Linked DNA regions of Mus musculus: all the other regions are linked to region 1. A link is a contact called in public HiChIP or PLAC-seq and capture Hi-C data. All regions are on one chromosome and are shown on one strand. The core of a region is the stretch at or near the end of the contact, and the rest is flanking DNA. Distances in the headings are between cores, read along the strand shown. Region 1 holds the start of Agap1 (ArfGAP with GTPase domain, ankyrin repeat and PH domain 1). Region 2 overlaps Spp2 (secreted phosphoprotein 2). Region 3 holds the start of Ugt1a7c (UDP glucuronosyltransferase 1 family, polypeptide A7C). Region 4 holds the start of Hjurp (Holliday junction recognition protein).

Region 1 (7,263 bases), core at 1,092-3,591:
CAACTGGGAGGATGATGAGGGGAGACAGTGCCCTCCTCAACACCACAAAACTCCATGACACACAGAAGAAGCTGTGCCTCTTAGTGGGTCTGGAAGCATCTGAAGCCACCACAGGCAGCCATGAACACTCAGGGGGCCCAGGTGCACTGAGAGCCAGTCCCTCATCAGGATGGAGCTTGCTTGGACCCTCCCCTAGAACTACAATATATCCGGTGGATAGTCAGTCAGTCTTCCAGCCTGCCTGGGACGTGGTTCAAGTACATGAGGCTGCCAAATGCCAAGAGGATCAGCAACAGAGCCTCCACCATCTCTATCCAAGCAGCCAAGTTTTAAACCCAAATACTTCAGGGTTAGAAGTTCAGAACACACGGGAGCCAAGCTTTCTTAGGGGCAGAGGCCGTCTCACAACAGGGGGAGGAGTCGGGGGAGGAGCCCAGGGCAGTACCTGCACCTGTTTTTGAACACACTCCTGCTAGACTTGGAAGGTTCCCATGGCTCTCAACAGAGGACTCACTAGCCTTTGGCAGGCGCAGTATTACACTAGGACAAGCCACCTGCAGGCCTTTTACTGTCACTGGCCAACAGCAACTCAAGAGGATAGACTGCTAATCCACTGGCTGATCTATGACACATTACCCATTTAGATGCCACCTGCTCCCCCAGGTAAATGATGGCAGGCCCGAAGAAACAACCCAAGGAAACAGGTCAGGCACCTAGTAGGAGAGAAACGGGAGCCATGGGTAGTCCAAAGAGAGCACAAGCCAGGGCAAAGCCACCGGCTCCATCCTCCCCTGCAGGGATACTGCCTTGCCTGACACTGGGGGCTCAAAACAGTGTTCTGTGCAAACACAGGCTTACAGGCAGCAAGATCATCCACTTTTCCGCCCCTTGGGTGGCTCCCAAGTAGCCGACGGATTAAAGTGCCCCTTTCAGCAAGACAGTATCAAGGTGTCCTGCCTCCCAAGAAGGGTTATAATTTGCCTCAGGATTTTAGTACAAAACGGCCAGCGTTTGTACAACGCCAGTCCGATCAGCACTGGGGCATGATACTGCCTGGGTCCCATTGGCTTCCTACATGTGCCACCTCCCCTGTATCCGCGAACTGGAGGGGGGGGGGGGTAGCCAGCCATGAAGCAACTGAATAAGCTGGCCGGAACAGCATCCCCAGCAGCAGCGCTTCTCAAAACACATCTTCAACGTCCACGAAAGACACTCAGGCCGGGCCTGATAACCTGTCAGGGATCCAGTGGCGCCATCCCAAGCAGCTGCCCCCAGGCGTCTGCTGGGCCCGGACGGGGCTTGCGGGCCGCCCCGGACGTAGCAGCACCGTGCCACTTTCTCACAGGAGAGACTCCATTGTCCATTATCAAATGAACGCTGACAACCCATCTTCCCTGGCTGACTGGCCGGCCTTGCGGGACAAGAGGCACCGCAGTGCTCTCTCCGCCGGGCAGCCGCGTGTGTACACACGCAAGCACACACGCGCGCACACACCCCGCCGCGCCAGGGGCGCCCGCTCCCCCGCGCTTTCCAGAAGCCCCGGGCGGCCTGGCCCTCACCTTCGATGGCGATGACGTGCTCCCGAATCTGGTTCTGCAGCACCGGCTCCTCCACGCGCTCCAGCAGCTCGTAGATGGAGTAGATGTTGGGGTGGACCGACTCGAAGCGCTGGATCTCGGCCCGGATGGCAGCCGAGTTGGCCAGCTGCTGCTGGTAGTTCATGGTGCAGGCGCGGCGCCCAAAGCCGCGCGCCCCCCGTCGTCGCCGCCCCGCGCCCCGGAGCCCCGCGGGCCACCGAGACCCGGGGCGCCGCAGCCCCCGGGGAGCACGGAGCCGAGGAGGCGCAAAAAAAAAAAAAAAGAAAGAAAGAAAGAAAGAAAGAAAGAAAGAAAAGAAAAGAAAAAGAAAAAGAAAAAGAAAAGAACGCTGAGGATGAAGCAGTAGAGGGGCTCAGTTCATAGCAGGGACCAGCGTCCCGGGTCAGCGGGCCGTCCGGGAAGACCGCGGCGCCATGGAGCGCGGCCGGCCGCGGAGGAGGCTCGCTCGGGCGCCTTCCCGCGCCGCAGCCGCCCGCACCCCTACACGCCGGCCGGCCGAGCAGCCATTAAAGCGCAGGCAGCACGGCGCTGCGAGCGCCGGGGCCGAGGCCCCCGGGCAGTGGCCGCTCTGCTCCGGGCGCACGGCTGCGGCTGGGTCCGCGCGCTTGTGAGTGCCGCGCTACCGCGCGGGCCGGGGCCCTCAGCTGCCCTGCGCCGTCCGCCAAGCCGGGACCGAGCTGTAGGCGCCTTGCCAGCCGCGGAGACCGCTCCGAGCGCCGCCCGCCGCTGCCCGGCCAGCCCCCTCCCTGGCACGCAGGGCTCTGGCCCACGTCGGCCCCGCCCCCGCCTGCGCTCGCCGCCCTCCGGCCGCCGCTGCGTCCTCGGCGGCGCTTCCCAGCGCGCCGGATCCCGGGGAATTGCGCCAGACCCCGCCCCGCGCTGCCTCTGGGCTTGCTGGGACTTGTAGTCCATCACGCCGGCCGGCCCGCGCGCGTGGGGTGCGCTGTGCGATCGCGTCGCAGCGCACTGGGCGGGCCCCGCGGGACGTCCGGATGCCGCTACAGCCCGCGGATCTGCGAGCTGAGAGCCCTGGTCCCTCTCGGTTATCCCTACTGCCCCGTGCCAGCCCCCGCGCCTCTGTACGGGGAAGGTGGCGCACGAGCCCGCCCGCCCGCCCGCGCTTTTGTTTGTTTGCCAGTTGAGCGCTTAAGGAACCTCTGCGACGCGCGGGGTCCCCTCCCCCCGTCTGGCAACTTTCTGCCTCCTTTCTAAACCCAGCAGGATAGTTACTTCCCTTCCCATGGGATACACGGGAGTCCAACGCTTCATCAATAAACTAAACCTGAGGCTGGGGTGGTAGGTGAGACGGAATTCCACGGGGGCTTCTAGGCTTTTCCACGAAAATGTTGCACAACTGAGTTGTAACCTCCACGCCGCAGCCCTCCGAGCGCCCGACACTAACCCCACTTTAGCCCAGTCCAGGAGCCCATGAAGCTAGACCGCACTGCAGCTGAGAGCTCATGCCAACGACTCCAAATGAATTAGATTGTTGTAGATTTCCAAGGATCCAGGACGAGTCCGAGGCCGTAAAGGTCCTGGGTCTATGCACTGTCTCACCATGCAGGGGTGTTTTATAAACAGCCCACATTCCTGATTCAAATGCCCTGGGCTTTACCTGGTTCAAATGCAAGCTAATGGGCAGCCCAGGGCCCCAGGCAGCCTAGCTCTTGGTTCTTGGAACTCTTCCGAGTTCCAGTGTTCCTCAAGCCAGTGTACTGTTCAGCCTTCCTTGTCCCTAACACAGCAGAGGCCCTGGCTTGTTCTGTGCCTTGCCTCTATCTTCGTCCTTAGCAGAAACACTAATAGAGATGCTGGCATGTGGGTTCATTCTACTGTTCGTCCCTACTCCACCTTGAAACCCCAACTCTTTGTGAAATAGTTCCAGGACTCCCCTGCTTCACATCTGGCTTCTCAATCTCTTTGGGGGTTCCTTTGTACTTCTCTAAGGTTTAAATATGGATGATGCTGGGAGTCAACCTTAGACCTGTTTTATTTGCCTCTCTTATGCCTTTGAATATCATATAGAGGTTGATGACACTAAATTTTCTGTCCCAGACCTATCCACCTGTCCCCTCCTCATCACATCCAACTTTTGGATTGAACATGACTTTTCTCCTGTTGGACATCCTGTAGTCTCAGCACTTAAGAGACTAAAACCAGAGGATTGCTGTGGACCCAAGGTGAGACTCTGCTTTAAAAATATAATAACAAAATAAAAATCAGACATCTTCCCCATACCTGTGAACCTCTTCCCACCCCAGTCCGAGGCAGTACAGACCTTTGTTCACTAATTTGAAAATGCAGTGTGTGGTCTTTTCTTCCCTTGTTCTCTTAGATCCCAGAATGTCAGCTCTGCCTTTGGACGGAGCCAGAATCTTCTCGCTTTCTGTCATCCTGCTGAGGCTTCATTATGTAGTCTCGGATTAGTGAATGAGACCTAACCTAGGCATCTTCCCTTTTCCTGTTTCCTCATTGACCAGTCTCAAGAAAGTAGTTCTAGTGAGCCTCTAGGCCATGGCTCTCCTCTGGTCACAGCTCTCCCTCCAACGCCACCCATCCTCCCTGGCTCCCCCAGCCCTCCTGGCTTGCATGCATACCACAAGCTGGGTAGAGTCTCCATTTCCACAGCTTGTGTTTGTTTTTATTTTGAGATTTACATATCTCTGGCTACTCTCAAACTTGCTGTTTAGCCAAGGTTGACCTTGAATTCTGATCTTCTTTCCTCATCTGAGCTGCATCTCCAGTGTGCATTATCCTACTAAGCTTGTCAATTGGTCTACCACAATCCCAAGGGACTGATTAGAAGACACAAGACTCCATTATTCATAGCAACAACAGTGGACAGAGTAGTGGTGGTTTTATATGCCCATGAACTGACTTCCAAGTCACACAGGGTTGTATCAGGGGCCAGGTGACACAGGGTGGCTCTGTATGAGCAAAACCCTGGCCATAAGAGTCCATGTCCTTCAGAGAAGAGCAGAGACGACCCATGTCAGAAGAGACGGAACTCTGGGCTTCAGGACCGACCCTCTTCTCAGGAGCACTAGCCACTATGTCAGAGCACCAGAGACCACACAGCTCAAACAGCAGAAGTGTAAGATCCAGGTGTCAGCGAGGTTGGCTTCTCCTGTGGGCCCCTCCCCAATTCGGAGACAAGCGTTTTACCCCTGCGTCCTTGCCCAGTGTCCTCTACGTCTACACTCTAATCTCTTCATTGAATGACATCAGTCCTGTTGGATCAGGGCCAGCCCTGTTGACCTCATCGTCACTTGGATGCCTCTTTAGAGAGTCAATCTCTTAATGTGTCCCGTTTGAGGGTCATGGAACTTAGAGGTTCATGGGTGTCCAAGGGACACAATTCACCCTCTCACTAGACCACCTCTGCTTCCACTCTGTCCTATCCTCTCCAGGCACCCTGACCTCCTTGATGTGCTCTGAGAACACCTGGTGACAGGAGCATCTTCCCCCAAAACCTTCACCAGCCTCATCGTTTCCTGTATGTATTCACTGTAAAACCACCCTCTCAGGAGACCTTCCCTGATACCCTGTGCAAAGTGGCATCCCAGTTCACCAATACTAGTGCCTCACCTCCTTGTGGGTAAAAAGAGCACTAGTTTCTAAGGATGTCTCAGCTGTCTTATAAGTTCTAGAAGGGACAGAGCTCTGTCAACATGCTTTTGACTTCTGACCTTTAGAACCGTGGGATCATCGCCTTGGACTATTGTTTTATAGTTGTAAAGGGTACCAGTACACTGGCTCAATTTTCTTCTTTCCACATATCCCACCTAACTCACAACTCTTTACTTGCTTAACTCGGGTGTAAGGTTCCTGAAGGCTACAATTCCATCTGTTTTATCTGCCATCCCATCCTCAGGCCCTGGAGCAGTGCCCAATAGAGAGTAGGTGTCCAAGAAATGGTTTCCCCATTAAATTTCATTGGTCATGAAGACAGGCTTCTTCAGTGCTGCTGTCAGGGTCCACTCATCATGTCCAGCACATAGTAGGTGCTGGATAAAGCTCTCTTATCAACACTACCCCGGAAATATTCATTCGGCTCTTACTGACTCCTCTCCAGTAAATACAGCCAAACACTCTGATTATTTCTCATGCAATGGTCCTTCCAGACATTTAAAGCAGTAATTGAAAGTCCATTGATGAGAGGTACTCTTAGTCTCGTGAGATGTGATGACTCTCAAACTGGTCACCAGAAGTCTCCAAAGTTGGCACTGGAGAGATGGCTTGGCAATTAGAAGTACATACTGCTTTTGAAGAAGACCCAAGTTCAGTTCCCAGCATCCAGTCTAGACAACTCACAACTATCTGTAACTCTAGTTCCAGGACATCTGACACCATTTTCTGCCCCCTGTGAGCTCCTATACCCACAAGCACACAATTTTAAAACAATAATAAATATCTGGAACTTAAAACAAACAAACGAACAAGGAAGGAGGCTAGAGAGACCACTTAGTGGTTAAGAGCACTGACTGTTCTTTTAGAAGTCCTTGGTTCAATTTCCAGCAATCACATGGTGACTCACAACCATCTGTAATGGGATCTGATGCCCTCTTCTGGTGTGTCTGAAGAAAGTGACAGTGTACTCGCATACATAAAATAAAAAAAAATTTTCTTTAAAAAAAAGAGCAAGGAAAGAAGGGAGGAAGGAAAGCAAGAAGAAACAGGATTGTTTGGGTTTACAATTCAAGCATATGGCCCATCATAGCAAGGGAGGCAAGGTAGCAGAAGCGTGAGCCAGCTGGTCCCATTGAGTCCACAGGAAAAAGAAAAGAGGATCTGGTATCCAAGCTGGATTTCTCCTTTTCAGTTAATCTGGGCCCCAAGCCCATTGAATGATGTTATCTACATGTAGACTAGGCCTACCTACCTTGACCCAATCTAGAAACTCCCTCACAAATGTGCCCATAGATTTGCCCGCCGAGTGAGTCTCTAGATCCAATCCAGCTGACATAACCTTTGTTGTCCAAAGCTTAGCTAATATGAATTGTGACATCTATAAGAACAGCATTATGGCCATGCTTTAAACGGCAAGATGTTCCGTTGAACACAGCGCCATAGCCCTTCCTCCTAAACTATCTGTGAGGCACGTCTGAGAAATGCAGGCAGCCTCTTGTGTCAGGGGACTTGACTGTGCTATATCCGCTTCCCTGCACTCACTTGACCTGGTTTGGTTCAACTCCTTTTCACGCTCAGCTCAAGACTGGTGAGACTCCCATCTGACTGTGTGTGGCTGTCATGTGAGCCTGGCACTCAGCACAGGCCATAGGTCTCCATGCCGGGTAATGGGAAGTGTCTTACAGAAGTTCCTGATGGCCCTGGGGGAGAGGTCACAAGAGGAGGGGCAGGAGGGAGAGTCCAGAGAGCACAGCAGAGAGTTTATTCTCAGGATTTTGCTACCATCTGATGAAATGACGTCACAGGGGAGAGCAAAGCACTCTATGTTCCTGCTTGGTACTTGACCCAAGCCTGTGTAGTTGGTACCAGATGCCACAGAACTGACACAGACCTCAGCAGCACCACTCTGGGCATTTGATTTGCTGTCTCCCTTCTGGATCCGCCGATGTAGTTAGTCTAGGCTCTTCCCACAAAGCGTTGCTCAGAGCCAAGGGGCTCCGGAGCCTTTATTTTCTTAACTAGAAAAGACAGGTCA
Region 2 (7,596 bases), core at 2,867-5,366, 1.0 Mb after region 1:
TCTGTCTTTCCTTCTAGCTGTCTCTTCACATGCAGATTGCCCCTTTCCCTAGTTGCTCTACAGTTCTCAGCTTCTCTGCTCTCTTCTGTGTTTTTTCCTTGATTTAGAAACATCTGTTCGTTCATCTTCAGGCTCAGGGCTTTCATCTGCTGTGGTGTGGAGTCTCTTCAAACCCATTCTTCATTCTGGTTACAGTGTTTCTGATTGCTAATGCTTCCTTTTATTTTATTCTTTTCCTTAGAGCTTTCATCTCTCTGGTTGGATCATCTGCCTGGTCTTGCACATTGCCTACTTTTCCTATTAAAGGCTTTGGTATATTAATATCGTGTCTAACTTTGAAATTTATAGATGCTGCACTCTGAATGCCTCATTCGAATCCAGGTCAAAATGTAATTGTCATTTTGATGGTGTCGGTGATCAGGTCACGTGAACACTTGGCTCCATTGGAAAAAGACCACAGGTGTGGGAGTGAGTATGTAGTGTGGGAATTGGTTGTTAGGAGTGCTTTCTCTCTCTCATGGGCACCCTTGCCATGAGATGCCATCTATCATTCTAAACGCAGTGAGAGGACCCTCAAGCAGAGGTAGAGTTGTAACTTTGCACTGTCCAGCCTCCAGAATCTTGAGACAAGGCAGACTTGTGCTTTATCCAGTCTGGGATATTCCATTAGGGAAACAGAAAACTAAGACAGTCAGACATGAATGTGGCAAGTCATACATTCCTGACGAATTTGACTGTGGCTCAGTGCTTGTTTGTCTCTTCAAACTCTGTGTGTGTGTGTGTGTGTGGTGTGTTTGGGTGTATGTATCTGAGTGTGTGTGCAGAGATGTGTGTGTGGTGTGTGGTGTGTGGTGTGTGGTGTGGTGTGTGTGTGTGTGTGTGTGTGTGTGTGTGTGTGTGTGTGTGTAGTGTGTGTGTGGTGTGTGTGTTTGGGTGTATGTATTTGAGTGTGTGTGCAGAGATGTGTGTGTGATTGTGTCTTTGTGTCTGGGTGTCTGCATTTGTGTGTGCATGCGCACATGTATGTATATGTGCAGGTATGTGTGTGTGTGTGTGTGTATTTCTGTCTGTCTGTCTCTCTGTGTCTCTCTGTTATCTTTTAGTATACTTTATAAGTTCTGTTGTTAGCAAGGCATGAGTATGTGTAGAGGTGAAGTGTGCTCACTGTGGCTATCCTGTAACAGGTCTACGGGAAGGTATTTAAACTGTGCCTGTGTCTATAATGTGTAGAGGTGAAGTGTGCTCACGGTGGCTATCCTGTAACAGGTTTACGGGAAGGTATTTAAACTGTGCCTGTGTCTATAATGGGTCCCCAGGGAGTTCTTGACTCTCAGACTTGACTACTTCAAGCCTCTAGAAATTTGATAATTATACTTCAGGTTTTTCTACCTAAAAATGGTTTCTTCCTGGATTTCTATCTAGTTAAACTGGGATTCTCCCTATCTGTCTGTCTCTCCAATTTGGGAGGCATCTATTTGACCTGTATCCAATTCTGACACAAATCTAAAGGGAGTTGTCGATTTGGGGTCTGGTTAGCTTTTCATTGTTTTTAAGGACAGGGTTAGGGTTTTCTAAGACCCCTACATGCTGAACCAGAAAAATGAAGGCTCTTAAACAAGACATTTCCTCCTGGCCAGCCTAGACCTGTCAGCAAGTAAACTACTGGCTGCAGAGCTAACCATCATCTATGCTGGGATGGCCACACTCAGATGCTACTATAGAAGTGAGTGGGAGCGTGAGATAGACCAGCATAACAAACAGAGCATAACAGTGAGGAGAAAGCCTGGCTCCTTTACCTCTGACTTAAGAGAACAAAAACACCTATCTGGTGTTTTGCAGTTGACTCACTAGAGGACGACACTATCAAAGAGTAAAGCCTGGAAACCCACCTCAGAACTCCACACCACATCCCACGCCCCGAGGGCACAGGGCAGAGAAAAAACAGACCTCAGCTGAGCAGGGGAAAGTCAGCCCTTAGAGGGCCACTCTCGGGGGGGGGGGGTATGGGGGTGTGGGGGTGTGGGGGTGTGGGGGTGTGGGGGTGTGGGGGTGGAAGATGCCTGATGTGGAGTCAGGAGGAGGAGGGGCTAGGACAGGCGTGGGCTTATGGTGAATGTGCACCTCAAGTGTGTGCATTTGAGAAATGCAGGGATCCCAGCTCATTTGCGTCTCTTACTGTCCTACCGCTCTGTGCAGATGCCTGTGTGGAGTGAGCTAACAGTGGAGACTGTAGCCACTGAGAATCCAGACATGTAACTGACTTATTCTTTTTGTCATGGGGATGAGATAACACGAGGCAGAGGAGGGTGGTGACTCTGCTCTCAAAGCTGCTGGGGTCTGATTAATCCAGTGTCTCATGAGGGCATGTTTTAGTTGTTGTTGTTGTTGCTGTTTGTTTGTTGTTTGGCTGGTTGTTGTTTTTGTTTGCAGTTCTGTTTTATTTTTAGATTATGTGTATACGTGTCTTACCCATAGATATAGTTGTGCACCACAATGTGCCTTGTGTCACATTGGCCAAAAGAGGGCATCTGGTCCACTGCAACTGGAGTTACAGAAGGTTGTGAACTATCAGCAGGTGCTGGGGATTGAACCTGAGTCTTCTAGAAGAGAGCCAGTGCTCTTAGCCACCGAGCCACCTCTCTAGCCCCATGTTGTCTGTTTTGAAATGAATGTTGGTGTTCCTCCCATGGGCAAGTTGATTCCCCATATGATGGTATTTGGAAGACAAGTTTAAATGAGGTCATGAGGCTCAGACTGGTGTCCTTATAAGAAGTGGAACCAGGGCTTGCCCTTCACTGTATGCAGTCATCTGCACGCCCTGAACTGAGCTCTCACCAGGAACCAAATTAATGACAGTGTGATCATGGCCTCCCCAGACACAGAGCCACAAAAACTACATTTCTGTAGCTTAAGCTGCTCACTCTGTGGTATCTGGTTATAGCAGCCCAGACAGAATAAGATATTTCTGGTTCTTTCCTATTCCTAAGTCATTCTGTAAGCCCCTGGGATGCACTACAACAGGAGATCATGTGCTACTTGGACTGGTGGCTGATGCTGTTACTATAGCAACCCCAGCTGGGGCCCTTGACCACACTGCACCTCTTGCAGGCTGTGCTTAGACTTCAAAGGTCACTGGGCTCTGCTCAGTGTCTAGAAATTTTATGTCCTCACCCAGATTCTCCTTTCCCTTCTCAGGCATCTAATGTAACAAGCATTAGACGGGGGAAAATGGAGGAAGAAGGGAAGGGGAGGGGAGAGGAGGAGAAGGGGAAGATAGAGTCAGTCTTGAAAACTCAGAATCAATCAGTCTAGTCAGATTTAACTCTAGCTTCATCCTGAAGGACTTGGTCTAGAACTGGGCTCCTCAGCAGCAAGGATTCAACCCTCAGAGTAATTCTCACCTCAAGACACTGACATTTCTCCTCCACAAACTCTCTCCAGTGATCAACAGCCAGCCCGTTAACCACCAAAGAAATGAGACCCACCATTGTAAGATGTGTGCAGAACTGTAAGATGCGCAATCAGAATCCCATCTTTTATTGCCAACCTGGGCACAAAAACCTCACAGGACGGAGAGTCTGAGGACATTCCCTCTAAACTTAAGGAAGACCTTGACCGACATCCAAGCCGAGGAAGCCCTCACATGGATGGGAACCAACCAGCCAGCTCTTTCCCACAAGAGTGTCCCAGGTGACATAGGGACAATATGGTGCATGCCATGTTGTCAACAGGCCAGGCCACACTGAGACATTCCAGGGATGGAACATGAGGGAAGCATTAACCTCTGAGCGACTTTTCATTCCCAGACGTGAAATGACAAGAGAGTAAACACAGCCCCACAGGGCTGTGTGCAGCAGATTCCCAGGACCTCTATAGAAGGCAACAGCTTGATGTGGCTGCTGATTCTGGGGGGAACGGGGGCGGGGAGGGGGAGAAGATCACTTCTGGCAGGTGACTCCCACACACCTGCCTCTGGAGAGAAGCCAGAATTTTTCTGCTGGAAGCCCGATGGTGGCACAATGACATTCTTGTAGCAAGGGTTGTCACTGTTTGTCTTGCTCTGTGGTTTCCACTGAGGTCAGAGTCAAAAGAGAGAGTCCTAGCACTGACTGCATTCCTCAGCCCCACCCCTGAGAACAGCTAAGGGGCTGGCTTGTTTAATCGAAAATACCTCACATCATTCTGAAGGGCCGTGATCACATCAGCTCTTGCAAACAACCTTGGCCGGGGACTCTCGGAGTCTATGAATCTCACCAGCTCAGTCCATCTTCCTAATGTCTCCACTGACGGCAGCAGCTGGCGAACCCAGTTTCTCCATCAACCGTGTTGATATTTTAGCTTGCTGGTGAATACTTGCAGAAAAGCTACCCTCTAAGAAGGCCTGGGCTACACTGCTGTGCATCTAGGCATGCTCAGTGCGGGTGCTGGCTCTCACTCTCCCAAGGAACAGACAGACTCACAATGACAGTTCACACCTGCCTCCGGCTTGCTCCAGTACCAATGACAATTGCGGAGCAAGGGCCACCCATTTCACACCTATGTATGTTTGCTGCTGTCTTCTCCAGAGGAATGTGGAAGAAATGTGCAGTAAATTCAAAGACTGGGAAATTACATAATTATGTAGATTCATAACAAAATTGTGTGTAAATTTTAGCCTATTTTGACCATAAGGGAAATCACAGCTGCCCTGCAGAGATGTCTACAGATAAGGACTCTGGTGGGCCCAGAGTGTGGGAGTTTACCAAGGTAGAGGGAGTGATTGGATTCAACTATAAAGGCAGAAGAGAGTTTATGTTTTATGAATGTTGGTTAAACATGTATCTTTAGAATATCTTCATCTCCTCCAGACCAGCGCCATTCCCCAACACGTTTTAATTCTTCAGTCTTCAGTACAACGTGTCTGTGTCTGAAACAAATACCATGACAGGATACAAGCAGGAGCCAAACCTGAAACACATTCAGTAAGTGCCAGGTAGCTGCATATAAGAAGCATTCTGTATAGCATCTTGACTTGCTGTCATTTTCAGAAGGCTGGCACAAGCAACTCTGTGAGAGTAGGTCTCACCACGAAGCTGAAGCTGGTCTCAAACTTAGAGTTCTCCTGTTTTAGCTTCTCAAGGGTCACCAACAAGCACTGCTGTGCCAACATGCTAAACTCTTAATGGGAGAACGGATGCCATCTCACAGTTTTACAGGCACACACATGTGCACACACACGCACACACACACACACACACACACACACACGACTCACACCAAACCACAAATGATGTCCAAAGGAGGCAGATTTGGGGATGAGCCCTATTCCCTAGGCGGGTTTGTTGGGAATGCCCACTTTGGAGGATATTTCATTCTGTAGCTAATTTATTAGACTAAGAAATCTAAAGGAATGCAGTAGTAGTATGTGGTGCTCCTATAGGCACAGTGGTCGATTGCAATGAGTCTTACTCTTTAGCCACTTAATCAATTTTTTTCTTAGTTAAAATCCATAAGCGCACAGAAGGCAGCGGAAGATCCTAGGTACCCTGCTCCCTCACTCCCTGCCTTATTTCCTTGAGAAGCATCTCTTGCTGAACCCAAAGCTCTATAGGCATGTGTGGCCATACCTAGCCTTGGTTTTATTTATTTATTTTTTTAAATAGATGAGATCTAGGGATTCAAACTCAGGTTCCTATGGGCATTGATCAATCCCACCCACTGAGCCGTCTCCCCAGTCCACTAAACTATTCTTGGAACAGTTCTATGTGTACAGAAACACAGGACAGTGTACAAAGTAACCTGTTCTCCCACCAAAGATGTTCTCTGTTATTAGCAGATTGCGCTATTGTGTCAGCATTTTCTCCACCTGATGACCCAGGCTGCTGTGTGGTCAGTCACATCCCACTGCATGGGTGTGTGCCGTCTCATCCATTCTCTGGGGCTTAAGGAGCAAATGGTGTTATGTACCATGTTGTCTGTATCATATGGGAGAGTATTCCTGCCCTAAAAGTCACCATGATGACTTACAAAGAAAGACAACAGGATGCTTGAGTCTGCTTGCTTTTAACAAGATGTTAATATCTATTGTCAATTGGCTGAAAACACTCGAAACATAGTTACTTTGTGAGCCTCCATCCCTAGCATCCTCCTCATGCCTCCTAACATCAATTTCTCATCTGAAATTGGATACTTAGTGATGCTCTAATCTGAAATTGGATACTTAGTGATGCTCTATTCCAAACCAGACAATGAGAGAGCAGTAAAGGAAGGGAAAGATCTTTATTGCAGAGTGGAGATTATAAAAAGGAAAAAGACACCATTCTCCATGCCTTTCTTCATTTCAGCTTCTGCTTCTCTTTCTTTCATGAAATCTATTCAAGAGAGAAGGAAGGGCAGGTTAGATCACCATAGTATGCATCTGCACCCTGAGAAGGAAGGGCAGGTTAGACCACCACAGTGTGCATTAGCATCCCTGTGCTGGAGGCTCAGCCTGGGATGCTTGGGCACTGCTCAGAAAGTGATCTAAATGCTACAGGAGATTTGAACAGCTCCACATTGAGCAGCCTGCTTTGGACCAAAGACAGGATGAGAAACACCACAGGTAGATGAGGTAGCCTGATCAGGGGACAGAGACACAGCCACAGAATAGGAACTCATGTCTCAAAACAGGGAAGACCAGAGAAACTCCTTGCAGGGGCTCTAGCCAGGCATCAGTCTGTGAATGAGAGACAGAGGGGCCAATCAAAGCAGTGGCTGGCCAGAGGCTGTGACAGTCTGAGGAGATAGGGCTAGAGACCAAATTTCCACAAATCTATCCGCTCAGCCACCCATCAGTTAATCTGTGCAGTAAGCAAGAGTGTGTGGAACATTTAAGGAGGGTTGTAAAGATTAAAAAAAAAAAAAAAAGACACGATATTGACTTCCCCAAATATTTAAAGTCATAAGCCAGTGGAGAAGATGAATGTCGCCCTACTACGCACTGTAAATGAGATTCTAGATGCCTGACTACAGAGACAAGGGGGAATCAGCCCCTGAAAAGGGCAGTGCAGAGTGAGGTGCACTCAGGTGAACTGGACCGGACCTGGGGATGAACGTGAGACCCAGGATCTAGTGGGGATTGCACACTGTGTGAGACATCCATGTGAGGCAGAGGCAGAGGAAGGCAGGATGTCAATAAGGGGTGCAGACAGAGACCACACTGGGGTGGGGGGCTGCCCATATGCCATAGTCCTCAGGACCTCAGACTTCATTCTTCAGGTTAATAGGGTTCCCTGGAACTTGTATTAAGGGGACTTAGTGACTGAGTCTTTGAGGGCAACAAGAACTGCCAGGAAGAGTTGGGACACATTCAGCTAGAAAGGAAGAGGAGCCAAGAACATGGAGAGGGGCAAGGAAGGAAGGAAGCCTGAACTGATGTCTGTGGCATGCTAGTCACAGCCATGAGGGAGACAGGTGGGTCTCTAAGGAAGAACTTTGGTTTAAGCTTGGAGTGGAGTAGTCAGTGGAAGTGGGTGGCATGCTGTTGCATACTAAGTTCAACCTGGAGGGATGGATCGGATCGACCCCAGGCAAGCACATCAAAGCATAACCACTGCAAATCCTGGGAAGTCACTGTAT
Region 3 (7,651 bases), core at 4,074-6,573, 1.4 Mb after region 1:
AAAGGTGGATAGAGTAGAGAGGGATGGTAAGTAGAACTTGTGTCCCTTGTGTTACTGGAATATGGGACAGGGGATGCACTTGCCATCATCTCATGGTTTCCCCACTGGGCCCCTTGTTATTGGTTCTCTCTGTGCTCATACTTCTGTTTCTTCATTAGTCAACAAACTTCTGCCTGGCTAAAGCTACCTCCATTCAGTGGTCGCATCCCTAACACTGAGCCAGGCACACAGAAGGTTTTCATGGATGGCTGCTGAACGAAAGACTCTCTGACAAAACCCAGTGCCCTATCAGTCTGTAACATCATCAAAACTAACTCACACATGCTGAGGGATTACATTCAGAGGATCTAAGTCAACACTTTCCCATGCTGAAAAAAACAACCTTGTGGGGAACATTCCAAAAAAGACAGAGGCAAGATGTTTCTCAAGGGTGCTGACTACACAGATGGCAGCCAGCCGACTGCAGAGGGTACACAAGTGGCCTTCAAACTTAAGACTGGAAGTTTGGAGCTTCTGTTGCTGTGCCTATGACCACTGGCCTCCCAACTCCAGAGCTACCAAGGCCCCAAATTGCCCACAATGACATGAATCAACAGTGGTGGGAATCAGTACTAAATTCTACTAAAACTCACTGCAAAAATGAAAAGGACTGGACTGGCTATTTCCTATTAAATCAATTTTTTATATAATAATGTCTTTCCATACATACTAAAGTATGTAATAGCATCTCTAAATAATATTAGTCTGAATAAATTCAGGAAGATTTTGTTAAAGGAAGCACTCAAGAAAATTTGCTTTAAAGGGGGCCAGATTCAGAAAACATAACCTGTACACAGTGTGTACTTATGCACATGTGCATGCATGTACACCACACACACACACACACACACACACACACACACACACACAGCTATGCACCCATCCACATGCATATATGCACACACACACACACACACACACACACACACACACATATATACAATTATACACAAACTTTCTCCCCAGGAAATGTTTCCTTCCTATCAGACACAAGATCTGGGCTACAACTCCTGTTCTTCAGCAACATAAAACTCATGGGATTTTCCAAGACAAATAACCTTCCCACCTGAAACAGGGATGAAGGAATGCATACATCCAGAAGTCACTCAATGAATATTTACCTTAGTACATATGCTATGCACATGCTCTTACTCAAAGGGCTGTCTGTGTATCCTAACATCCCTTGTGACATTGTCTTTCTTCATATTTATCCATAAATAACCTTAAACATACAAAAGACCTTTACCACATATAAATCCTTTAGGAGATACATAAAACCATATATATACATATATGTATATATAAAATATATATATATATTTACATAACCCTAATCTATATTACCACACTTCATTACAGATTTTATAGGTATGTAGATATAAAATCATATACAGCTTTAATATCTGTAAACATTAGAGTGATGCAATGAGCTACTCTAATATCACTATTGTTCAGTTTCTGGTTCCACCCTGGGAAAGAGGGCAAGGGTGCACGCATGGCCTGGTTTGTGCTTGGCAGTTTACTGATTGGGAATAAAGGGGAGAAAAATATCTCTGAGCTAGCTGACTCATGCTCCTAAGGTCCTGCCATCTGCTACTCCCTTGCGTGACTTCCCCAAGAACAGATAGACGCACCTCATGCTTTACAATTTACTTAAATTGTGCAATCCCTGTGTGCCCATTGCCCTTAGAGACCAGAAGAAGGGCATCAGACCCTCTAGGACTGTGGCTGCAGAAGATGAGCCTCTGTGTGTGTAGAGAATTGCACCAGATCCTCTAGAACTGCACTTACCCCTGAGCCTTCCCGCTGCCCCCATTCCTCACTTTGACACAGATAAATCTGTAGGCTCTACTTTGTAGAAGGAACATTATTTCACTTTGTCAAAGAAGTTTCTTTGCACATGAAAATATGCCAATTTGTGAGAAAATGTGGCTCAGTTACAAGGTCTGCTGGACCTTAGAAGTGGCCAGAACCACAGTCAGCAAAGCACAACCCATCCCTAACCAAGCTATGCACTGAGATAAGACACCAGAGATTAGGTAGGATGCACTCGCCAAGAATGTTACCCTCAAAACTCCATTCAGTGGACTCATGAATAGGGAAAGTAATGTTCTCCTGTAACTTTCCTTGTCAATGACAATCTTCAATTTGTGGTCCAGATCCTCCTGAGTGTGAGACAATGACTAAGACTTTACCATCGAATTCAGAGATTGCACCAGGTGCCAACTCACCTCTGGCATGACCCCCACCACTCATGCCCTCTGTGGCTGAGTTTCTCTGCATGGTAAACCAGTGATAGTCATCTATGGGCACCAGCATCAGCCTGCCTGCCTGGGCAAAGCCAGAGACCAGCAGCAGACACATAAATACACACACAAAGAAAGGGAGGCTACAAACCCTGCAGACCAGGAGCTATGGGAGAAGCACAGCCCTAGGCAATCCAGCCTTGGGTCTTTGCTGCTCTGATTCATCCTGGAAGATCAAACCTTCCCTTGTGGAGGGCATGGACTCACAAGCCATCAGGGCATTCTCGCAGACAGTGGGTACCGATAAGGGAAATAAGAAATGAGCAGTTCTCATTGGGATACCTACTTATATGTTTACATATAAGAAAAGCTTAAACTGTTAACACTGGATGGAGATGGGCAATGTGCCATAGGGCAATTTACAAACCATTGTGAAGAAATGTGTGAGACACCAAGGATTCCAAAAACAGCAGAAAGTAAATTAACAAACAAACAAACAAACAAACACCTTTGCATTTCTAAAACTGGTCTCAAAGTAAAGTGGGAACAAGCCTCTTCAGACAACCAGACCCTTTGCTGACAAAGGATGGGCTGCCTCTGCTTCCAAGGCACTGGGCAGGGGAGATAATTAGCACAGATGTTTTCCCTTCCCAACACCATGCACGGGCTTGCCACAGACAGTGAAAACTCTTCTGGGATGGGTACATCCACATCACAGCCTCTGCCCGTTGTGGAAGAGGAGCTACAAAGGTGGTAACAGTCAGAACACCAAGAAGTCTGTGGTGAACCGGTCTCTGCATAAATGAAACCAGAACAATGGCACTAACAATGGCTATGCCAATGTGGAAGGGGGAAATTTTCTCAGGGTCTTACCCCTAGGCAAAGAACTACAGGCTACTGGGAGAGTTGGCCTCTCCTAGGCACGAGTCCTTTATTGACTGTCCAATACCAAGTGTTCAGCCCTGATACCAAATACACACAAACAACAAAAACAGACTCAGCAGCCTATACCTGCACTTTTGTGAAACAAACACACATATGTAACAATAATTATCAAAGGAGAAGAGGCTATCAGATTGAGAGTGGGAAAACACAGGTAGGGTTGGAGAGAAGATAGTAGGGGAGTCATGATGTAATTCTATTCTGTTTGAAAATGTAAAAAAAAAGTGAACATAAAATATAATCACCATTACAGGAATTTAAACACCCACACAGCATAAGTGATGAAACCATTCAGATATTTGAGATTTAGAGAAAGCCAATCATGGTGAAATCTAAAATATTTTAAGAAAAATTTACCATTCACAGCAAAAGGGAAAATTAACTAATTTAGACTCCTACAAATAAAAACCATGCAGATCAAAAGAAAACAGCCAGAAAAGAATCAACAAGGAACAAACAAACAAAAAGCCCTAAAAATCATGCAGCACATACATGAAAGTCTGAGTGTTACTATCCCCAAATGAGACAGAGTCGTTGCTAACTTTGGTTAAAGATGTGAGTGAAATTTCCCATGGAGGAAATGCAAATGGCCCAGCTGGCTAAGGAAACAGATGTCAGAGACTGAAGCAGCTCCACAGAAAGAGGGAGAGGACAGGAATAAGCTAAGTGACCCTTCATTTCTTACTGTGTCTCTTACTCTTTTGTCAAAAGCAATGCAGGCTGGTGATTATAAATGAGATTATAAATGGTGGCGCATGCCTTTAATCCCAGCACACGGGATAAAAGCACAGAGGCAGGCGAATTTCTGAGTTGGAGGCCAGCCTGGTCTACAAAGTGAGCTCCAGGACAGCCAGGGCTATACAGAGAAACCCTGTCTCTAAAAACCAAAAAAAATAAAAAAATAAATAAATAAATAAATAAATAAGAATGTCAACGGTACACACATCCATAAGCAAGATTTATCAGCTGTACAAACGCACAGTTAAGTGTGAATGGTTAAAAGTAATCCATCAAAAGAACTGAAAAAGAAGAACATACATGCCAAACCACAGTCCAGCAAGGAATAACTTCATCATCCAAAGTCTACCTCATCATGTGCTAAAGGGAAGATGGTGTACCTTGGAAAGTGGCTTTCCCTGGTGGCAGTTGATTCCACCAATGTAGATCACATTGGGCATCACAGGTCTGGGGAACTCCAAGACAAAGTCTGTGCGTAACAACCAAATGGACACTGGGCTGAAGAGGTCTGTCATAGTCACTGGGGTCTGGAGAACTTCAGAGGCAATATCTGCAGCACTTTTGAAAAACTTATGACAAAATGCACGCTCCCCCATGTAGGCCAAAAGGTTCCGAGTTCTTTCCTTGAAAGTCATGGTGTCTGTGAATTTTAAGAGCATTCTGGGGATATAAGAAGGAGGACTGGGGCACTGGGCAGCATCTTCAAGATAATGACAAAATATTCCTCTGCTGAAGACCACGGATGGGAGAGAAAAGTACTTGGCTACAGTTAAGCCGCACACATCGAAAGGATCCAGAAACACAGCATCAAAAGAAGTCTGCTTCAAGTATTCCACTAACTTCTTGTCGTTAAACAAACTCCTACAGTGTGAAAACAGTAATTCGAAGAAACCTTTGGCTGGAGAATCAAGCAGAGGAAGTATTCCTCCCTCCTGCTGACTTTTCCATTGTGCATCAATAAAAATCTTGAACTCCCGGTTTAAATCCTCCTGCGTATGAGAAACTGCATATGTTTTCACTACAAAATTCAATGGTTTCGTCAGCTGCCAACTCACCTCCGGAACAACCACTACGACCTCATGGCCTTTGTGAAGGAGTTTCTCCACAACCGTCTGCATCGTAAACCAGTGGCTCCCATCCATGGGCACCACCAGCAGCCTGCCTGCCTGGGCCAAGCCAGAGGCCAGCAGCAGGCACACACAGAGAGGAAGGGAGGCTGGAAAGTCTGCAGGAGCCATGGCAGAAGTGCAGCCTAAGGCAATCCAGCTGCTGAGACTCAGCACTGAAGAGGAAGTGTGAGCCAGAGAGAAATCTACGCAGGAGGGTGTGTGCTCACAGCCGTTTAGGAGAATGATTTACTGAGGAGAACAGTAAAAAATGAGCAAGCATGATTAAGGAACATGCTTGTTTCCTGAGGAGAAGACCTTCTGACCCTTTTTGGGGGGTAGAATCACACAATGTGAGCTTAGAAATAGTTATGAGGAAATACACTAAACCCTAAGGAGTCCAAATGCTTATACAAAAGGAAGCAAGTTTCAAAGCAGCTTACATTTCTAGGATTGATCTCAAAGCAAAATCTGAACACATTTTTAGGTGACCTGACTGACTCTGTTTCAAAGAGATATTCTGCCTCTGCTTCCAAGGCAAAAGGGGAAGTTCTAGAGCCTGTCCTCCCAAGAGACAGAGAATCAACTCTGCCAGAGAGCAGGGCTGCTGTCTCTGTGCACACAGTGGGATTCTTGTTCCATTTTCAAACACTTTCATGTGCCTTGCTGACGCTAGGCTGACAACCATCTTCACAGACCAATCCAGGGACGGGAAGGAAGGTGACATCAACCTCCTTACAAAATCCCCTCTGAGTCACTGGAAGCCATAGGCAGACATTCTCTATGAAGAAGCAGAGAGAGCTCTCCGGTGATGCCCCTCAGTAGCCCAGGGACCTTCTCCACAGAGCAATGGCTCTGTCTCCCATGGCACTGCAGCATCTGCAGGGTTGCTTCCACCTTGTGGCTACTTTGAACAGTGCTGCCATCAGCACCACATGCTGGGTCCTCTCAGGAATTGATCTCAAGTCCTTCAACTGGGATTAAGGCTGCTAGCTCAGGAGGAAGTTCTGGTGCTCACTGCTAAGAAACTATTAGACACCTCTACACGGGGCGGTAGCATTTTAATTTCCCTCCAGGCCTCCATTACTGCCTGGCCTCCACATCCTCTCTGAAGCTATTTTTACTTCTGTTTAGTGTACTCTTCCTGGTGCTGGGCACGACATCTTGTGGGTTCTGCTTGCATTTTGTAACCACCCCCATCTCCTGCCTGATTTTGCCAGGACAGGAGAACAACACTTGAATTTGAAAGTCCTGACACTGGAGTTGCTAATATTCAGAAATACCACTGTCTCCCTTTCCCATCAATTGGTTGGAAATCTCTCATTCACCAAATACACAAGAATGTGAGACAAATACTCACCTACAACAAAGCCTTTGACTCTCAGCACAGCATGGTTCAGAAGAGTTGCTCTAAGTAGACAGAAGACCCTTGAGCTGCATAGACACTGGGTCTGGTTAACTTCACTATGTGATGTTTTGATTTATCTGCAAGGTTTTGGTTTTTGTTTTGAATTTTGGTTTTGGGGTTTTTTATTTGTTGTTTGTTTGTTTGTTTTGTTTTGTTTTGTTTTGTTTTGCTTTGCTTTGCTTGTTTGGGACAGGGTTTCTCTGTATAGCCCTGGCTACCGTGGAACTCCCTCTGTAGACCAGGCTGATGTTGAACTCAGATATCCAGCACACTCAGCCTCATGAGTGCCGGGATGAAAAGCATGCACCACCAGTCACCCTTGGCATATTTACATGGATTTTAAATTAATAACATTTATTTAAAATTTTCAAAGTTGGGTATATCACAGAGTATTTTGTAGATTTTTAGGTATTATTTATTTATGTGTGTGTGTGTGTGTGTTTTGCCTCCACATATGTATGTGCACCGCATGCATGCAGTGTCCATAGAGACCAGAAGAAATCTGTGGGCCTGGAGTTACTTTACAAGTTTCGAGGTGGTTGCTGGGAATTAAATCTGGGTTCTTCTGAGAAGTGAGTGTTATTCTCAACTACTGAATCACATCTCCAGCCCCATGAATTATTTTCAGTGATTATGACGATATGTATAGTTTGTTGTTATACCAACTATTTTAATATTAAACATATTTTTCATTCTGACAAGTTTCGAAAACTATGTTGTTAATGAATGCATGTATTTTACTTGATAAAGTGTTATATACATTTTACACAAATGATTCCAAGTAAGCATCTTTCTGTTCTATTCTATTATTGTTTTAAAGATAAACAAAGTCTTTTAAAATGCTAGTCATAAATTAGTAAGAATTAAAGTGTACAGGTTTGCTGTTGTAAAACATATCCAGAGAAAGAAAAGGAGTGGTGGACCTGAATTCACCTGAATCCTAAATAAAAGAACTCAAAGCAGCCGCTCATTCTAAAGTCTTTAGGCTGCCTTAGTTAGGGCTTCTGTGGCTGTGACAAAAGACCATGACCAAAAGCAACTTGGCAAGGAAAGGGTTTTGTTTTGTTTTGTTTTGTTTTGTTTTGTTTTGTTTTGTTTTGTTTTGTTTTAGCTTTCCACTCTCAGGGTACAGTATCTGTAAAGGTAGATAGGGTGGGAAATCCAGCCAGGAA
Region 4 (7,088 bases), core at 221-2,720, 1.2 Mb after region 1:
GCTCATCCTTAACTTAGTTTTGAGACAGAGCACTGCCCATTGCACCTCCTCTCTTGTTGACAATTTCTGACCTTTGTCCTTTTCCCTGAAGGGCTTTCTTACTAAATGTTCTTATCATTAACCCTTGGTAAGATTTATTATTACAATATTATATTTATTATTATTTAATACTTAATTTGGTCCCTCTTAACTTTCATAAGTATTTGGGCCAAATTACCTGTTCTGTTTTGTATATGTAAATGCTTTAATTGATTTTTCTCAATGACAATCAGTATTCTGAAACCTTCTCCGCCTATTTGACTAAACATACTTTGATGAGCTATTAATGCCTCTTTCTAACACAGTAGTCGTGAATGATCTATGTGAAGTCAAAATTATCTGTAAATTGACAGAGTCTCGGATATTTTCTTGTTAATGTGAGAAAACACCTAGCAAAAAGCAAAATAAGGAAGGAAAGTTTTACTTTAAGCTTGCAGTGCAGAGAAGTTCAGCCATCAGGATGGGGAAGGCTTGGAGGTGCTCAGGAGACAGAACAGCATATCTAGTTGACGCCACCACCAACGTTCTGAAGCAACACCTTCTCACATCCCCACAGGCAACAGGTTCATACTGGGGTAGGGACAGATTGGATGAGGCAACCGCCATCCAATCCCAGGAGAGTCGGACGACCGACGGCCCTCCCAGAAGCCCAGGATCTTGAAAGAGACTTCCGCGCTTGTTGCAAATACATTGCGTGGGCATCCACAGTCTATGAGCCTGGAAGCTCTTCTTCCCTCCCTCAGTTTCAATGGGACAGCATGAAAAGATTATGGGGGCAGGCTGAGAAGTAGAGAGGCACCTCAAGGGACTTCCTGATACTCAGTAATGATTCCATTAATTCCCATATCGTGATAATCACGTTAATACCCGCAAACAAATGTAGCTGTTATGAAGTCACAGTAAAACCAACTAGTGGGGTTCAATCCCCCAGCTCTGCCAGAAGACAACCCCTCCCAAAAATTCTGAAAATGTTCTAAAATGTTAATCGAAGTAAATGCCCTCATAAAATGGACACCAAATTACCTACCCCCTCAAGGAACAAGATAACAATCAAGAAACAGCCTATAATCAGAAATGGGAGAGAAAGTTTATTTTAAAACCCTAGGATAAAAATCACAGATTCTGTCACGTTTATAATATCGTTCAGCACATTTACACGCGTCTTGTTTTTGAACACTGGCTTTCCAGACTCCTTTCAGGACCGTTATTTGGATCTGGCTTTCCCCAAGCCTTCCCAAGAGCTGGGAAATTGGTAGATCCAGGAAGGAGCCTTGACAGGCAACTCACCCAGAAGCCTCTAGGGGACGCGGGAGTGCCGCATGAAGTAATGCGCATGTTCCACCCGCTCCGGCGGACCCTCCCTCTCGTCCCTCCCCTTCTCGTTTCCACCGGAAGTGCTCCCTGGGAGCGGCGGCCGGAAACGCGGGCAGGATCGGTTGCGTAAATACTTTTGAAAGACCCTATTAGCGCGCGGGGCGCCACGTTTGATCTGTGGACGGGCTTGGGCGGGTGCAGTGCCGGGCAGAGAGCCACGTACGCCATGGAGTCTATGGGTCGGCAGGACCGCAGGCTGCATCAGCAGCTTAAGGAAAGCAGTAGCCGCTTCCAGACGTTAATGAAGCGGCTGATAGCGAAGGTAGGCTGGGACGGCGGCCGAGGCGGGCAGGGCGCGGTGGGCGGGGATCCAGCGCCCCGGAGTCTGACCAGCTCTCCCTTCCCCGCAGTACAACCAGCCCTTTGAGGACGACCCGTTGGTGGAGATGAGGACGTTAACCTACGAGACGCCCCAGGGTACGAAGCCCTCCCTTCCTGTTGGCACTGGGCCAGAACAGTGGGCCTAGAATTTGCAATGCTGCATTTGTCCCCCTTGCTCCTAGGGACCTTGAATCCCTGAGTTGCTGATTTCCAATTTAATTTCTCTGAAAGAAATGCCTGGAGACACAGTGCAGCCTGGTTTTTTAAAATGCCTGGCATGGAAGTTCGAGCTAATTGATTAGCGGTACAAGTGACTCTGTAAAATAAGGATGTTGACAATCATGGGTAAGCCGTATGGTTGTGTATAACATCACCAGAGTACCTGTCAGGCCATTGGAACAGCACCCAGGACTGCTCCGCTCTCATGGGCTTTGCTGTATAAATGTAGACCCATCTGTTTTGGACAGTCCCCATTATCTGCCACCTCTGACGCATTTTATTTAATGTTGTGAGTGTACTTACTACCTTAAACCTCATCGGTTCTCTAACTGGGATAAGTTTGTTATTTGATGAGGTCGTATCCTTCCCTAAGACCCATCCCTGATGTTTGTCTGAATTTATTGATAAAATCGGATTTCGGATCACAGTCTGCCAGGGGTCTACAAGTGCAGTCTGTCTTTTGTCTTATTGGCTGTTCAGGGCACGTGTTGGGTAAGCATTTTAAATAAGCAGAAACTGAACTAATTCTACAAAGAGGTTGCTTTTCTCTGGATGGGATCAGGACACAGCAATATAGGAATCCATAAGTGTGCTGTCTGACTCTTGGCTTTTCTGTGCTCTTGCGGCTGTTTGTGAAGGGGTAGGCAGTGTCTGGAGTATTTTGGACTGCCCATCTGTCTTCAATGATATATTCTGTCAGTGATATATAACTGATGTCAGTTATATGAGAACAGTGAAGTTGCTGAAGAGTTTGAGACTATACAAGTTGGTATAAGAGCCCTCCCTGAGGTCTGGCCAACACATAGACACCTAGGGCTGCAGTTGTCGGTTAACAAATCTATGTCCTAGCAAGCTTGCCATGAATCCCTCATCTTGTTGATTGTTCTGAGAGACACGTTTTTGGCGCGGCCTTTCCTAACATGCAGTAGACTGAAGTCCAGATTTAAGGTGGAGACTGGAGCAGAGAGCTAACTGCAGAGAACAGGAGGGAATCATTTGTGTGTGTTGACAGTTCACCTGGGCATGCACTTAGCACGTATTGTAGAGTTCAGTTTCAAACATGCAACATTAGCACTTTATGCGATTAAATGTAGAATTCCACGGAGAGGGCCATTCAGCAAAGCCTTGATTTGACTTAGCCGTTGTAGTTGAGCATCAGTGTCCTCTGGAAAGGTCATGTCCCACAGTGGTCAGTGCTATCAGACCTCCCAGAATTCACATGCTGGTTCCACTTCATGAGCAGAGAGCTGGGTTAGTCATCTGAACTTTCCTCTTCGCATATCTGTCTGTACAGTGGACATGGTAAGTCTGTCCTGTGGGCTTTTAAGAGGGTATGGGAGTTACATGCCACACGGGTTGCAAATACGAAACGGTGTGTCCTTGCTAAAACCTGGAGCATAGAGGGTGCTGTGTAATTTATTTTTTCTGTTTCTGTTATAATAATATAATCTGAAATCTCCAGACCCACCATTTTTCTAAGTAACTTGTGTTTTCCTTGAGGGATTTAGAAGGACTGAGTGTACCTCACTGGTTCTGCTAGCTGGGGGGTGACGGGGCTGATGCGCTCCTTCAAGCTCCAGAGTTCTCTGTACGTGGGCTTCTCTGTCCTGGGCTTCTAGATCGCCCTAGGAAAGCACTGACTCCCAAGATGAGGTTAAATGTATGCTACGTGTCTCCCCCTACCTCCCAAATATATAACTTAAGAACAGTATGTATTTGGAATATGAGCTGTGTTAGCCCCTCAGGTACATGGTGGAATTGGGTGACCTGCTGCCTTCTGGGTAGGAGAGACTGCCATTAGTGACAAGTTTGTCCAATCTTGGTTTTTTTAAAAACTTTCTCCTTCACCAAACTGACTGACGGCGCTGCCAATGCCTGGATTGCTCTGAACGCTTGCTTGCCTTTCGCTTCCTTCGCTTTGGTTTCCCATCAAAGCGTTTTAAGCGGAAATGCGAGCATTTCAGATTGCTTCTTCAATTGTCACCTTTGTTTCTTAAGGGTTGAGAGTTTGGGGAGGAAAGCTGATGAAGAAGGAAGACAAGGAATACACTCAGGTATTTGCCATCAGGTTTGCCGCCTTCCTGCTTTACTCTAGTGTGTTGGTGGGACTGCATCCCAGCGCCAGAGAGCCCGGAGGCCGGTGTGCTCTGTGATGGGATGACCTCCTCCTCTGCCCTTACCCCTCCTGTGTGAAGATAAACTGAGAAGTGTTTCTTCCACCTCCTGGCTCTTGTCTGCTATTTCTTCATCATAGTCCACAGCAAGCCATGTGTACCGATGCTGGACCAGCTTGGGGACTCTCAGGGAATGTCCTAGAGGGAGCTCCTTAGTTGGGTCCTTACCAAAAACGCCCAAATCTCATTTCCTTTAAGAAAAAAAAAAAACAATGCCTCTTTTCTTCCTCTGTAACCAGGATGGAGAAAGAGGAGGAGGAGATCTCGTACAGAATCGCATGGCCTCCACCTTTCTGTGCCCCTAGACTGAGGGTCTCCGGGTGCCAGGGCTTTACTGCTAGTAAATACAGCTAATGCTGCTTTTCTGGGTGGCATCAACACCTTTTGCCTTCCTGCTGTGAGACTGGCCTTTTGCCCTGGTGATTAGTGAAAAGCTGCCTGGTCTAACGGAGTCTCAGGCAACCATGGTTCCTGGGGAAACCCATTGCCCGGAATGGAACATCAAAATTAAGTTACACAGCATTAATAGCAGTTCTGGAGTTAAGCTTCCTTGGCTGATTATTATAGCCATAGGAGGGCAGAACTGGCTATAATAATCTTAGGTTAGCTGGGCTGCTGTGGATGTATTCACTCGTACCACCTCAGTGTCTGTCTGGAAATTACCTCATGCCCCTTCCCAAGGCGCTCTTGTCGTCATCATCAGCTGTTACATAGTGTAGCTGCCTTTCGATTTTTTTTGAGACAGGATCTCACACTGTCACCCAAATTAACCTGGAACTGGCTGTGTAGCTCATCAGTTCCAAGGCATTTGGCCCTGGCACCTTTCTCTGTTGTGACTCTTGCTTTGTGAAGATGTAAGTACTTGAGGATGTGGCAGTCCTGTGTTTATATTGCTGTTCAGCTCTGTCATGGGGGAAGCCACCAGAGGCGTGGAAATGAACACACCTGGTATATTCCATGGATTGATGGAGCAGCGTGCCCCAGTTCTTGTGGCATCTTCAGTCAAGGCCACAGAATGTGCTGTCTTTACAAATACAGAGACCTCCTTCTTTAACAGCCCAGTGATAGGATGGTAGTCCTGGTATCAAGAATACTTATTTAAGGTTTTTGTTTAAAGTGTAGGAGATCTTCTGCCTGAGATCTGTAGAAATGCTAGAGCTTTTCTGAAGACTAGAAAAGTGGGCACGCATAGCCTGTGGTTACAGCTGGGGACCCCACAGTATTAATGGGGTTTATTATTGGTGATCCCCTCCACCCCCAAGACAAAGGGTTAATGCTGGTTCCAATATGCCACTCTGAGAACTGTGGAAGGCAGGAAGTTAGAGTGGACTCTCCATTGCCCCATGCTGGTTTGTTGTGGGCTCTCTTTGTAGGTACCAAATAAGCAATATGGGGTCTCTGAGGGCGGGGTGCTCCCATGAATGTCAAAAGTTCTGCCCTTCAGGCATTGGAAACCACAGAACTTTGGGGTCTCAGCTTGCTTGGGGTCCAGGAGGCAGGATCAGTTAAGTGCTACCTGGCCACTTCAGGCTAGCACCCGTAGAGCTAGCACCTGAAAGGACATTGCTCCCCGTGCTGTTGTAAAACTGTAGGCAGTCTTTTTTTGTTTGTTTGTTTTTTGTTTTTTTCGAGACAGGGTTTCTCTGCGTAGTCCTGGCTGTCCTGGAACTCACTCTGTAGACCAGGCTGGCCTCGAACTCAGAAATTTGCCTGCCTCTGCCTCCCAAGTGCTAGGATTAAAGGCGTGCACCACCATTCCCGGTGGCAGTCTTTTCTCTAAGAAGCACCTGTTGATGCCCTAATGGAGCCTAGCAATTGATCACAGGCTTTAGAAAGCACAAATGGCTTCCCTGGGGCAGTGCATGCTGGCTCCACCCAGCAAGAGCTGCAGAAGCCACTGTGTGGCCATAAACACACAGTGCATCGATGCATATAGATCCCAGGTCAGCCCTGTGAGTTCCTGAATGCTGCTGCATTCTCTCTGTGACCATTGGAGTTCTCCACTACCTCTGGGAGTCTTGAGGCCCTTTATTAAACAGGTACAGGAAGATAAAACTTCCTGTTCTCTGTGTGTCCTGCAAGGGTTGTGAATATCTTGATATACAGTGGCTAGAAACGTTCTGTTACTTAATCAAGTTTGTGTTTCTCCTGTGAAGGTGATTGACAGATTAAATGGGCAAGCTCCAGAAGGTGGTGAGTATCGATAACCCTGTACACAAGTCCTGGGAGCCAATGAGTGTTGCTTTATTAGAAAGGGAGGGTAGGGACAGGGCCCACTTGTCTCCACTGCCGCAGTGTACCCACAAGAGTTCCTCACTGTTTATGTTTTATCTAGATTGCTAAGCAGTATTTTTAAAAACATAAGTTATCGTAAATTGCCCCAGTATGTCCTCCTAGGTCCTTGGAAGATGGGGAGCCATGTCTCACGCAGTGGTGTTAACGTTTAGTGAGTCTTAGGATTTGCCCTTAAGGATGGTGATGTGAGCACCAGCTCCTATGGAAAGGAACACCCTATCCCCACTCCCCAACACACATACACACACACACCTTTGTAGCCAGTGTCTGTCTTCTCTCCCTTCTACAGGGCTCCCAGGCTGTGCTCTTCCTGTCTCCCCGGCTTCTTCCATTCAGTCCTTTGCAGTCAGATTCCAGAAAGGTGCTCCCCCTTGCTGGCTTGGGTTTGCCGCTGCCCAGAGAGTCCTCCCAGGGTTTATCCTGGCTGCAGAGTCCATCCTTAGGACTTTACTCTGCAGCACACGTCTAATCCAAGCACTTTCAAGACAAAGGCAGGTAGAGCTCTGTGAGTTTGAGGCCAGCTAGGTCTCGTAGTAAGTTCTGAGCCAGCTAAAGCTACATAGTGAGTCTGTGTCACAGAAGGGGAGTTGGGAAGACTTTTTTTTTCCCCCAAGTAAAAGCAGAGAGAAGGTGGTGATGGCTGCTTGCAAGGTTTCCTCATTCTCT

The links. HiChIP or PLAC-seq counts read pairs in DNA pulled down with a chosen protein or histone mark. Capture Hi-C pulls out chosen DNA fragments and counts their contacts.
Region 2: a contact with region 1 is called in an HNF4G HiChIP or PLAC-seq map of pancreatic cancer cells. The contact joins the enhancer-like site here to the promoter of Agap1 in region 1. A contact is called at or near these places in 1 of 15 datasets of contacts at CTCF or cohesin (the NIH/3T3 cell line) and 4 of 115 datasets of contacts at active chromatin or transcription factors (embryonic stem cells, extraembryonic endoderm stem cells, pancreatic cancer cells and 1 more).
Region 3: a capture Hi-C map of embryonic stem cells shows a contact between it and region 1, with 8 times the contacts expected there. The contact joins the promoter of Ugt1a7c here to the promoter of Agap1 in region 1. A contact is called at or near these places in 4 of 39 promoter capture datasets (embryonic stem cells, hippocampal neurons and liver) and 1 of 9 other capture datasets (embryonic stem cells).
Region 4: a contact with region 1 is called in a FOXA1 HiChIP or PLAC-seq map of pancreatic cancer cells. The contact joins the promoter of Hjurp here to the promoter of Agap1 in region 1. A contact is called at or near these places in 1 of 39 promoter capture datasets (the SN4741 cell line), 1 of 484 Hi-C or Micro-C datasets (cardiomyocytes) and 1 of 115 datasets of contacts at active chromatin or transcription factors (pancreatic cancer cells).

What each region holds. Positions count from the first base shown.
Region 1 is chr1:89,449,889-89,457,151 of GRCm38.p6, reverse strand. It overlaps Agap1 (ArfGAP with GTPase domain, ankyrin repeat and PH domain 1), which reads right to left and starts at 2,341. Exons shown (of 18, transcript NM_178119.3): 1 at 1,560-2,341. The coding sequence starts at 1,722.
Region 2 is chr1:88,425,076-88,432,671 of GRCm38.p6, reverse strand. It overlaps Spp2 (secreted phosphoprotein 2), which reads right to left. Exons shown (of 8, transcript NM_029269.3): 8 at 6,234-6,350. Among named protein-coding and RNA genes, the nearest start is that of Spp2, 22 kb to the right of the region's middle. Within about 2 kb of position 4,116, at least 26 of the 459 cell types and tissues checked have an H3K27ac peak or open chromatin away from gene starts, as enhancers often do. A contact at or near this core is called in pancreatic cancer cells, where this site is marked.
Region 3 is chr1:88,092,673-88,100,323 of GRCm38.p6, reverse strand. It overlaps Ugt1a7c (UDP glucuronosyltransferase 1 family, polypeptide A7C), which reads right to left and starts at 5,323. Exons shown (of 5, transcript NM_201642.4): 1 at 4,346-5,323. The coding sequence starts at 5,203. All of the region lies in intron 1 of Ugt1a10 (UDP glycosyltransferase 1 family, polypeptide A10), which reads right to left. The region is part of intron 1 of Ugt1a9 (UDP glucuronosyltransferase 1 family, polypeptide A9); the gene reads right to left. All of the region lies in intron 1 of Ugt1a8 (UDP glucuronosyltransferase 1 family, polypeptide A8), which reads right to left.
Region 4 is chr1:88,271,961-88,279,048 of GRCm38.p6, reverse strand. It overlaps Hjurp (Holliday junction recognition protein), which reads left to right and starts at 1,470. Exons shown (of 8, transcript NM_198652.2): 1 at 1,470-1,675; 2 at 1,764-1,830; 3 at 3,952-4,007; 4 at 6,284-6,320. The coding sequence starts at 1,580.